Linked DNA regions of Sus scrofa: region 1 is linked to region 2. Evidence: chromatin contacts called from public HiChIP or PLAC-seq data. All regions are on one chromosome and are shown on one strand. The core of a region is the stretch at or near the end of the contact, and the rest is flanking DNA. Distances in the headings are between cores, read along the strand shown. Region 1 overlaps KIAA2012. Region 2 overlaps CDK15 (cyclin-dependent kinase 15).

Region 1 (4,502 bases), core at 1,420-3,919, 270 kb before region 2:
TGGAATCCCCTCTCCCTTCTTTCTCTGAGTCACACAAGCTGCTTGCAATCCCACCACCCAGGAATCTCCAAAATGATGGTCCTCAACCCCGGCTCATCTTAGAATGATTTGCAAAGCTTTAAAAAAAAAAAAGATTGTTAGGACCTAACCCCAAATATCAAAACCAGGCTTTCTGGAGCTGGGGAATTTTTAGGTCTTCTTGGGTGATTCCAATATCCAGCCAGGATTGAGAGAATCATGGATCTTCTCTAGAGGGTTGGAAGGGCAGCTCTTTAGTTGCCAAGGAAAGAATTGCTGACCCAAATAAAGCCTCTGGTGTCTGATGAGGCCAGCTCTTGGCCTTTGTCACCTGGATTTCTGCTTAATCCACAGCTTCATTTCGGTCAGGGAAGGAATCTGAGGGCCCTAGAAACCTCTCCTGGGACTAAAATTCCTCAGCCTTTAGTGACAATCAAATACCCAAGCTATTTTAGGGAGAGACAATTATCTGCTAATTTATTCTCTCTCCTTTGGTGACTTTTTACTCTGTGTTTCTCACTTGTTAGTTTAGTGTTCATGGCTGATGAGATACTCTGAGGTTAAAAAAAGCTAAAGCAGGTAAGAAATTTTGTTTCTTTTGTATTTCTCCTTTTGGAGACAAAGCAGATTTGGCATGATGCAATAAAAAAATTTCATCCCTGAATAAATGGAAAAGCTTTTAAAAACAGATTGTAGGAAAAACCTGCCTTTCTAGTAAACTCCTAAATTAAAAGACTAGAAAAGAGATAAATTTAAAAAATCTTGTTTATAAATCCTTTTAGTCTAACAGGAAATGGGGATTAAAAGGGAGAAAATAGCTTCCTCCTTTGGAAGAATTTTAATGCCCGGAAGACTAAACCTTCTGTCTTTTTTTTTTTCTTAGGGCTGCATCCACAGCATATGGAGGTTCCCAGGCTAGGGGCTGAACCTGAGCTGTAGCTCCCAGCCTACGCCACTGCCACAGCAATGGGGGATCTGAGCCGCATCTGCAATCTACACCACAGCTCGCAGCAACCAGATCCTTAACCCACTGAGTGAGGCCAGGGATTGAACCTGCATCCTCATGGATGCTAGTCAGATTGGTTTCCGCTGAGCCATAACAGGAACATTCAATCTTAACAACATGTAGCTATGAGCCTTCAGGGGCAAGGACTATTCCTCTCATTCCACAGATGGGGAGACAGAGGCAGACTCAGGGATTTGGAAAGAATCTTTTGAGGAGTCCCTGTTATAAAAAGACGTAGTCTTAATTTGAAATTCTGCCTGTTGCTTAGAAAAGTGTCAAAAAGCTATCATATATGAACATACATGTGAAAAGACATATACCTAAATCATTCCTTGCAATAGATTGGAAACAACCTACATATTCAATCAATTGGGGACATATTGCATACATTATGGTAATTCGTACAACAGAATACTATGCAATCATTAAAAAGCATCTCAACACAGAATTTCAAGATACATTGAGTAAAAAAAGTAAGACTGTGAGCAATGTGTAAGAGATGTAGAAACATGTATAAAATACTTCTCTGTCTGTGTTTCTATCTTGTATTGGCCTCTATTTGCATACTGCAACTCAGGAAGGGCACACAGAAAACTAGCAACAGTGTGGTCCAAGGGGAAGGGAACCCAGCTGCTGGGAGACATACCTTTTTATACTTAAATTTTAAAAAACTCCTGAGTATATTTTGGATTCAAAATTTGAATTAAAAAAAGTAAAACTAGGAGTTCCCATTGTGACTTAGAAGGTTAAGAACCTGACTAGTATCGATGAGGATGAGGATGTGGGCTTGAACCCTGGCCTCGATCAGTGGGTTAAAGATCTGGCGTGGCATGGATCACAGATGCAGTTCGGATCTGGTGTTGCTGTGGCTGTGGTGTAGGCAGCTGCAGGTCTGATTCGACTCCTAGCGTGGGAACTGCCGTATGCTATGGATTCGGCCCTAAAAATACCAAAAAAAAAAAAAAAAGTAAAAAGTAAAACTAAAAAAAATGCTGTCACTTTTAATATCAGTTACAAAGGCGATGACTGAAACATAGGCAATAATACTTGGTGAGCAATATACACAGAAGGACTGAAAATTCAAATCCCAGCTCTGTTATTCTGGCCAAATCATTTGCTCTTTATCTGTTCCTTCTGCTTAGGAATATTTATTATTGAGTGTCTGTCGTGTGTCAGGTACTGTGCTGGGTACTGAGGCACAAGGCCGAGAGATCTATTTGTAGAGAATCCCTGTAGAGAAATGACTAGAAATCTCACGTTGCCATGCAGTGTGATAAATCTTGTGACAGATTATGACAGGTTTCTGCAGGACCTCGCGGGAGGTGAAGCTAAATTAGGCCAGGAAGGTTTGTTTACCAGTGGACACGGTGTTAAGTCTTGCAGAGAAGGGGAGGTAGGGCAGTTCCCACAGAGGAAACCGCAGGTACTGGTTTGTGGGGGAGGCTGGCGGGGCTGCAGAGCCTGGGCCGTGTGAATCAGACACCAGCCAGATCTTGAATGTTGCAGTCTGGAATTTTTTTTTTTTAATTCATTTGTTATATTTTTCTATTTATAAAAGCAATATATTTTTGATGCCAAGATTTAACAGGAAGGCCACTGGAGACGTGGTAGGAGTGTCCAGCAACCCAGTGGTATGACCCAGCTGTATTTAGAAAGGGCACTGGCAGCAGTGCGGTATTAGAGGGCTGGGGGGGTGGGGGTGGGCGCAGAGAGTAACAAACACGTTGTAAACACAAACAGCCACACTCAAACGAGACAGAAGACATAGCTGCCCCAGCTGTCAGGGTGCAGGTCCTGGCGTCAGACTGCCTGCTGTCTGCACTGAAGCCCTGACGCCCACACCTCATGCCTTTCAGCTCGTGTGAGATACTTAACCCCTAGCCTCAGGTTCTTTGTTCGACAGAGGCTGGGCCAGGTTGCCTGAAGTTCTCATCTGTTTTTGGAGAACCTTCCACCGGTCCTGCCCTCTACTCTCACCCACAGCCCCCCATCTGAGCGTGGTACTTCTAGGCCCACAGCCGGCTTTGATAAGGAACTATCAAAGCTCCCCATAGGATGGGGGAGCAGGGGCTGCAGGAGCCAGAGTTCGGCCATGTGCCGCATGACCTATCATTGAAGCTCAGCCTCTCCATCTGTGAAATGGGAATAAAAATAAATTTGGGAAATTCCCGTCGTGGCGCAGTGGTTAACGAATCCGACTAGGAACCATGAGGTTGCGGGTTCGGTCCCTGCCCTTGCTCAGTGGGTTAACGATCCGGCGTTGTCGTGAGCTGTGGTGTAGGTCACAGACGCGGCTCGGATCCCATGTTGCTGTGGCTCTGGTGTAGGCCGGCGGCTACAGCTCCGATTGGACCCCTAGCCTGGGAACCTCCATATGCCGCGGGAGCAGCCCAAAGAAATAGCAAAAAGACAAAAATTTAAAAAAAAAAAAAAATTTGTAGGGAGTTCTTAAAAGGCTTAATAAGGAAAATACATTTGGCAATTCCATGTAGCATATCATGTAATGTAATTTCAATGCCTTCCTAATGCTTGAAGGAAATCAGTATCTCGTGAGTTTCAACTTCAAGGGTGTACAAGTTTTCTTGTGTAGTAAAAAGATCTCACACTTATTCTTTCTTTCTTTTTGGCTTTTTAGGGCTGCACCTGCGGCATATGGAGGTTCCCAGGCTAGGAGTCGAATCAGGAGCTGTAGCTTCTGGCCTATACCACAGACACAGCAACGCGGGATCTGGGCCGCGTCTGCAACCTGCACCATGGCTCACAGCAACACCAGATCCTTAACCCACTGAGTGAGGTGAGGGATCCAACCTGCATCCTTATGGAGGCTAGTCAGATTCGTTTCCCTGAGCCACCATGGGAACTCCTCATACTCATTCTTAATAAAGAAAACTGAAATCATAAGGTATCTAATGTTATTAAGATTAAAATATATTATTATTTTTTTTTTGTCTTTTTTTTTGCCTTTTCTTGAGCCACTCCTGCGGGATATGGAGGTTCCCAGGCTAGGGGTCTAATTGGAGCCGTAGCCACCGGCCTATGCCACAGCCACAGCAACGCAGGATCTGAGCCGGGTCTGCAACCTACACCACAGCTCATGGCAACGCCGGTTCCTCAACCCACTGAGCAAGGCCAGGGATCGAACCCACAACCTCATGGTTCCTAGTCAGATTCGTTAACCACTGTGCTACGACGGGAACTCCTAAAATATATTATTAAGTTTCCACTCCTCTCTCAGATTCTGAAGCCAGAACAGGTATGTACAATTAAATTTTTCTCAGGAACAGACTAGATAGACATCAATATCAGGGATTGTGGGTTTGGTGGCTTTGAATCCTAGCTCCTTCTGCTGCCAGCCACATTACCCTTCATCATCTCATCTCACCAATCCTCTGTTTCCTCATCTGCAGCGTGGCAAACAGCACACTTAACAGGAAGGGTAGTGGGGAAATCAAATAAGGTTTAACATGTGAGAGACCTG
Region 2 (4,705 bases), core at 114-2,613:
TTCAAGGAAAAGCCGTGCCCAGAAAACTCTGAAGATTCCCAGTGGTTCTCTACGTAGAATAATAGAAGAGGAGCCCCTGGGAGAACTTTCTTTAAATGCAGAGAGGGTGTGAGTGTGTGTGTGTGTGTGTGTGTGTGTGTGTGTGTGTATCTGTCCTCCCCCAGTGTGTATACTTGGGTGGAGTGGTACTTAGAAGTCCCAAGCCTGAGAGAAGAAAGCTATGAAGGGGGGGATGTAGGAGCTCAGACTGGGAAGGTGATAGCGGATGGGAGTTGGGGAGGGGTGGGGATGAAGCTGGGAGTGAGTACCAGAAAGGGACTAAGAACTGTAGGTCGCCTGGAATGTCTTTTACTCTACCCACATGCCAAGCCATTCTACCCACATGTCCCTCCCTTGCTTCCAAATTCCACTCCAGAGTCACCTCCAGTCTAATCCATCTTACTTGAGTTATTCTGGTTCCTCCAAAGAATTGCCTTTAGCACACACATATTCTCTGAACATCTGCAGCTGATTACACACAGACTTTTAGCTGTTTAGATATGATTTGTGCTAATATGTGTACGAGGGTGTCCTGTTTCCTCTTCCTCGCCCTCTTTTCCTCCCACTTCATGGGATCTTTGAGGTCAAGGACAAGCCTTTTTTTTCCCTCCAATTTTATCACACTTAATATGTTCTTGACACTTAATGGCAACTTAATAAATACAGCTGACCGACTCTTTTCACAGGGTTAAGTAAGACATTAACCCCAGTTGTATGATTATGGTTATTTTTGGAGATCCTAAGTGACTCACTTTCATTAAAAAAAAAAACAAAAAACAAAAAAAACAACCCACAAGAAGTCCCAAACTAAGAGCTTAGGACTGATGCAGGACCACGTCCCGAACACTGCAGAGCTGCATCTGCAAAGCCTGGAGACTTGGTCCCCGTCATGTGCCACTGTCTCTTGGACAGAAGCTCCCACCGCATCCCCTTTCTCACTCCACTCCACCCATCTCAGGACCCTCTTCGCAATCTGAGCCCCCTGGACTTTCCTTAATGGCTTTTTTTCCTCTCTGGCTTAGGACTTCAAAAAATTGTTCTCAGTTGAATGGTGGATGTTTTCAAAGAAATGCCACCTAAGGAGGGTCCCCCACAAACAGGCGGGGCCATGACTGCATTGCCCACATCCTCTGAACAGCCTCTCCCAGCCACATTCTGAGAAACAGGAGGAACACTCCAGCCACATGATCCCTCAGCAGTTTTCAGATTTGGAGGATGACTTCAGGCCCAGGCAGCAAAGCTGATTCTCAGGGTAACTTGTGTTTCCCGTGGGCGTCCAGCCTGGCCGGACGCTCCACTCGCCCCATACCCCACCCCGTGCTTCCTTGGGCAGCATCAGATTACCAATCAAGACAGGCCAGCTCTCCTCTCCTGACATATCCATGTCACCTATCATCTTACTCGCTGTGGAAAAAGAAAAGGGGGTTGTTAGGAACTTTGGTTTTGCTTCTCCTGGCAGATGCTGGCGGAAACAAACTCAGAGGAAACTTTCATCTCCTCTGATTTCTAAGTCTAGGTGTGTATATGGGAAAGGTTTGGATCATTACAAGCAGGTCTGTGTCATCTCAACCCTCGACTTTAGAGTTTTAGAAAATCTCAAACAAAAGGCAGGCAAGATGTGGTCCCCATCCTGCTTCTCCCAGCTCTCAGCTTGCAACTGGGTGCAAAGTTTACGACTCCAGTGCTCCGAGAAAACAGACACTGAAACTTATATGTGTATGTGCACGTGCATGCACACGCACACACACGCGCACACACGTACGTGCACACACGCACGTGCACAATAATTCGCTCACCGTCAGGAAGCTGGTGCAGCTGAGCTGGCAGCACACTGAAATAATCGTGAACCAGCGCTTCCTGGGCGGACACGCGGTCTCTGGGAAAGCCTTTCAGCATTTGGGAGGCCAGGTCTTCCGCTTCAGGAGCCCTGCACAACCTGGAAAAGCAGGAAAGAAAAAGGGTGTCTGCAAAAGCATGGGGGACAAAAGAAAAGTAGCGGAGGTGGCTAGAAGAGTTTCAAATAGAACTTTGCTGGGATTAGTAAAGTTTGGCAAGTAGAAAAATACCACCCCCCACCCCTGACACTCTTCCCTGTCTCATTACCAAGATGAGGGGGAAATGTCAGCATTCTGTCATTCACCCCCCGCCCCCGCCTCCACCCCCACTCCACTGCAGCTCTGGGTACCTTGTATACATAAAGGACCTGAAACTATGATCACAGAAACAGAAATACAGAGCTAAGGGTTCTTCTCTAAGGAACACAGTAGCCCCCAGCAAGCAGAAGAGTCCTGTTGGAAATATGCTCTAAGGGCAGCAAGCATAGAATCCTGGAAGGGGAAGAGGGAGAGAGGAGATTCTGGAGGGCGAAACTTGAGTGGAAAACGCCCTTATTCACAGTGTTTCTGAAGCTCAGCCCTCAGGATGATTCTCTAAGACTACTGGCTTTGTCTGAGATGGAGCACAGGACAGAAAGAACTAGTTCTTTAAATTACAGTAAGGACGACTCCTCAAGCTGGCCTTATGTTGAATTATAAATTTGGATTTGAGCAAATCCATTAGCTGAGCAACTACTAGGTGGGTGGTTGGATCTGGGAGATACAGGAAAGCCTGCCTTCCGGTAGCTTGATCCACTAGAGGAGCCAGACACTAATCAAATGATCACACAAATGCATAAGTGCAGCTATGAAGAAAAAGGTTCCGATACCTGACTTAGGAGAGGCTCGGGGAGGACTTTCTTGAGGAAGCAGCATTTGAGCTGAGAGCTAAAGATCTGGGGCAGGAGAAGGGCAGGCTTTGCAGGCCCCACAGTGGGAGGGAGAAGAGGGATTTTAAAGAAGGGAAGAAAGGCCAGTTGGCTGGCCTGGGACAAATCAGAAGAGAGGGGCCTGATATAAAGTTGGGGGGCAGGGGAGGGTGGAGGCTGAACCTGCAGGCCCTGTGGGTCGGCATGCTTCCTATGTACTTACAATGTCTAAAAGTCTTTGCTAATCTAGCCCCAGTCATTTAAGTACACCCAGCTCTAGAGCCCACCGACAGGTTTGCAAGTGGCAAGTACGAGACAGAAAACTGTGCTGATCCCGAGAGGCAATTAACTGCAGAAGTGATGGCTGACATTCAGAATTAAGTTGCATGGCCATGCACCTCCCCAGTTAAGCCAAACCAGATGGGCTTACGTAATGCCGAATGTATACATCAACGTGAAGTGACAAACACCTTTCCTCCCCAGGTGCCATGATGCAGTGATGCTGGAAGCCCTGGCCCAGAGTGGGAATTTGCCTTATTTTTGCATAAGATTTATATAGAGAACTTTCAGGTATTTGATTCCTGTGACATAAGACTGTTTCTACAAACAGATGACTTTCCCTTTAAACTCAAGAGTAATTACTTCATAGATTTAAGATAGAGAAGAAATTTGCAAAGTCCCAGTCCTTGCAAATTTCCAGGCCAGTTAGGAGAAGGGAACCAGGGCTGGAGGCCTGCTTTGTAGTTTGTGGCCAGAAGGGCTGGCAGGTCGTCTTTCCATGTGGGGGGCCCTGCTCAGGAGCATGTTGTCAGGGCCAGTGAAATGAGAGCCTGGAATGGAGAAACTGGTTCAAATCAGTAGGGCCTAGGATCAGTCCGGAAGGAGACTCAGGGAAAATCTTGTGAAAACAATTCTAGGCATTCCATTCTCGCTATAGGGTGGTGGGGTGGAATGTATGCCAAAATTAGGGGCCTGAACCCACTCTCTGAATTTCTGAGGGGTAGGTGCTCATGGTGAAGGGGGAGCGATGCATCTATAAGCATCCACCTCCACTCTCCCACTCCAATCAGGTTTTCTCTGCATAGTCCCAATCATTGGTCCATAACAACTGCATTGGTGCTGAATTTCTCTGTAGATGGGGCTTAGGAGCTGCCATCTGATTGGACAAGGAAAGCTAGAGGGTGTTAGCAAGCCATACATACTGTTTCTGTTTAGACTGTATTTATGGGTGGCTGGGGAAGCCGGGAGAGGCTGGTGGAGCTTACAGGGGTAGCAGGGATACACATAAAAGAACAGGCCACTTTCACCAGACAAATGAAAGAAGGGAGAATAGAAGCTAGTCAGTAACAGGAGGACTTCTTTTTGATGACTTTCCTAGTCAGCTAACCAGCCCTCCTCTCACCCTTCCCAAGAAGTTGGATCAAGGCTTTTTGTGATACTGGGATTCATTTCAATCTCATGGCCTCCAAACTATGACCACCACCCCTTCTGCTCCTCAGATGGCAGAGGCGGTGACCAGGGCAAGAATACAAAGGAAGGCTTTCTTGAAGTTCTCATGGGTCTTAAAGCAGCTGCCTACTTCCATGGCTGCCCCCTCGGCCCACACCAGCGGTTGGCCCCAAGATCAACACCAGGGGTCCAGATCACATTATGAGGGTCTACAGGCTGGGGTGGGCCCAGGATGCCATAAGAGTCAGCCCCAGTTTGGGGGGGGGGCTGTGATGGAGCTCAGGAGAAGCCCTCAGCGTGAGAGGGGTTACCCTGGGCTGGGGGGGGTGGTATCTTTGCCATCTGAGCCAGTTTCATGTTGGTCTTCCCTGTATTAACCAAATACGTGCCTTCCTGACTATACACCTTTGTTAGCAGCACGCTTAGCAGGACCACCCAATCTGGACAAGCATTCTCATAACCGCCACTTTGCTA

What was found. HiChIP or PLAC-seq counts read pairs in DNA pulled down with a chosen protein or histone mark.
Region 1: an H3K27ac HiChIP or PLAC-seq map of skeletal muscle shows a contact between it and region 2, with 4 times the contacts expected there. The contact joins two enhancer-like sites. A contact is called at or near these places in 3 of 47 Hi-C or Micro-C datasets (embryonic fibroblasts, fetal liver and skeletal muscle) and 1 of 2 datasets of contacts at active chromatin or transcription factors (skeletal muscle).

What each region holds. Positions count from the first base shown.
Region 1 is chr15:105,762,883-105,767,384 of Sscrofa11.1, reverse strand. All of the region lies in intron 14 of KIAA2012, which reads right to left. Among named protein-coding and RNA genes, the nearest start is that of KIAA2012, 84 kb to the right of the region's middle. Within about 2 kb of position 2,669, at least 1 of the 83 cell types and tissues checked has an H3K27ac peak or open chromatin away from gene starts, as enhancers often do. A contact at or near this core is called in skeletal muscle, where this site is marked.
Region 2 is chr15:105,487,704-105,492,408 of Sscrofa11.1, reverse strand. CDK15 (cyclin-dependent kinase 15) reads right to left here. Exons shown (of 14, transcript XM_021076193.1): 12 at 1,836-1,975. Among named protein-coding and RNA genes, the nearest start is that of CDK15, 89 kb to the right of the region's middle. Within about 2 kb of position 1,363, at least 5 of the 83 cell types and tissues checked have an H3K27ac peak or open chromatin away from gene starts, as enhancers often do. A contact at or near this core is called in skeletal muscle, where this site is marked.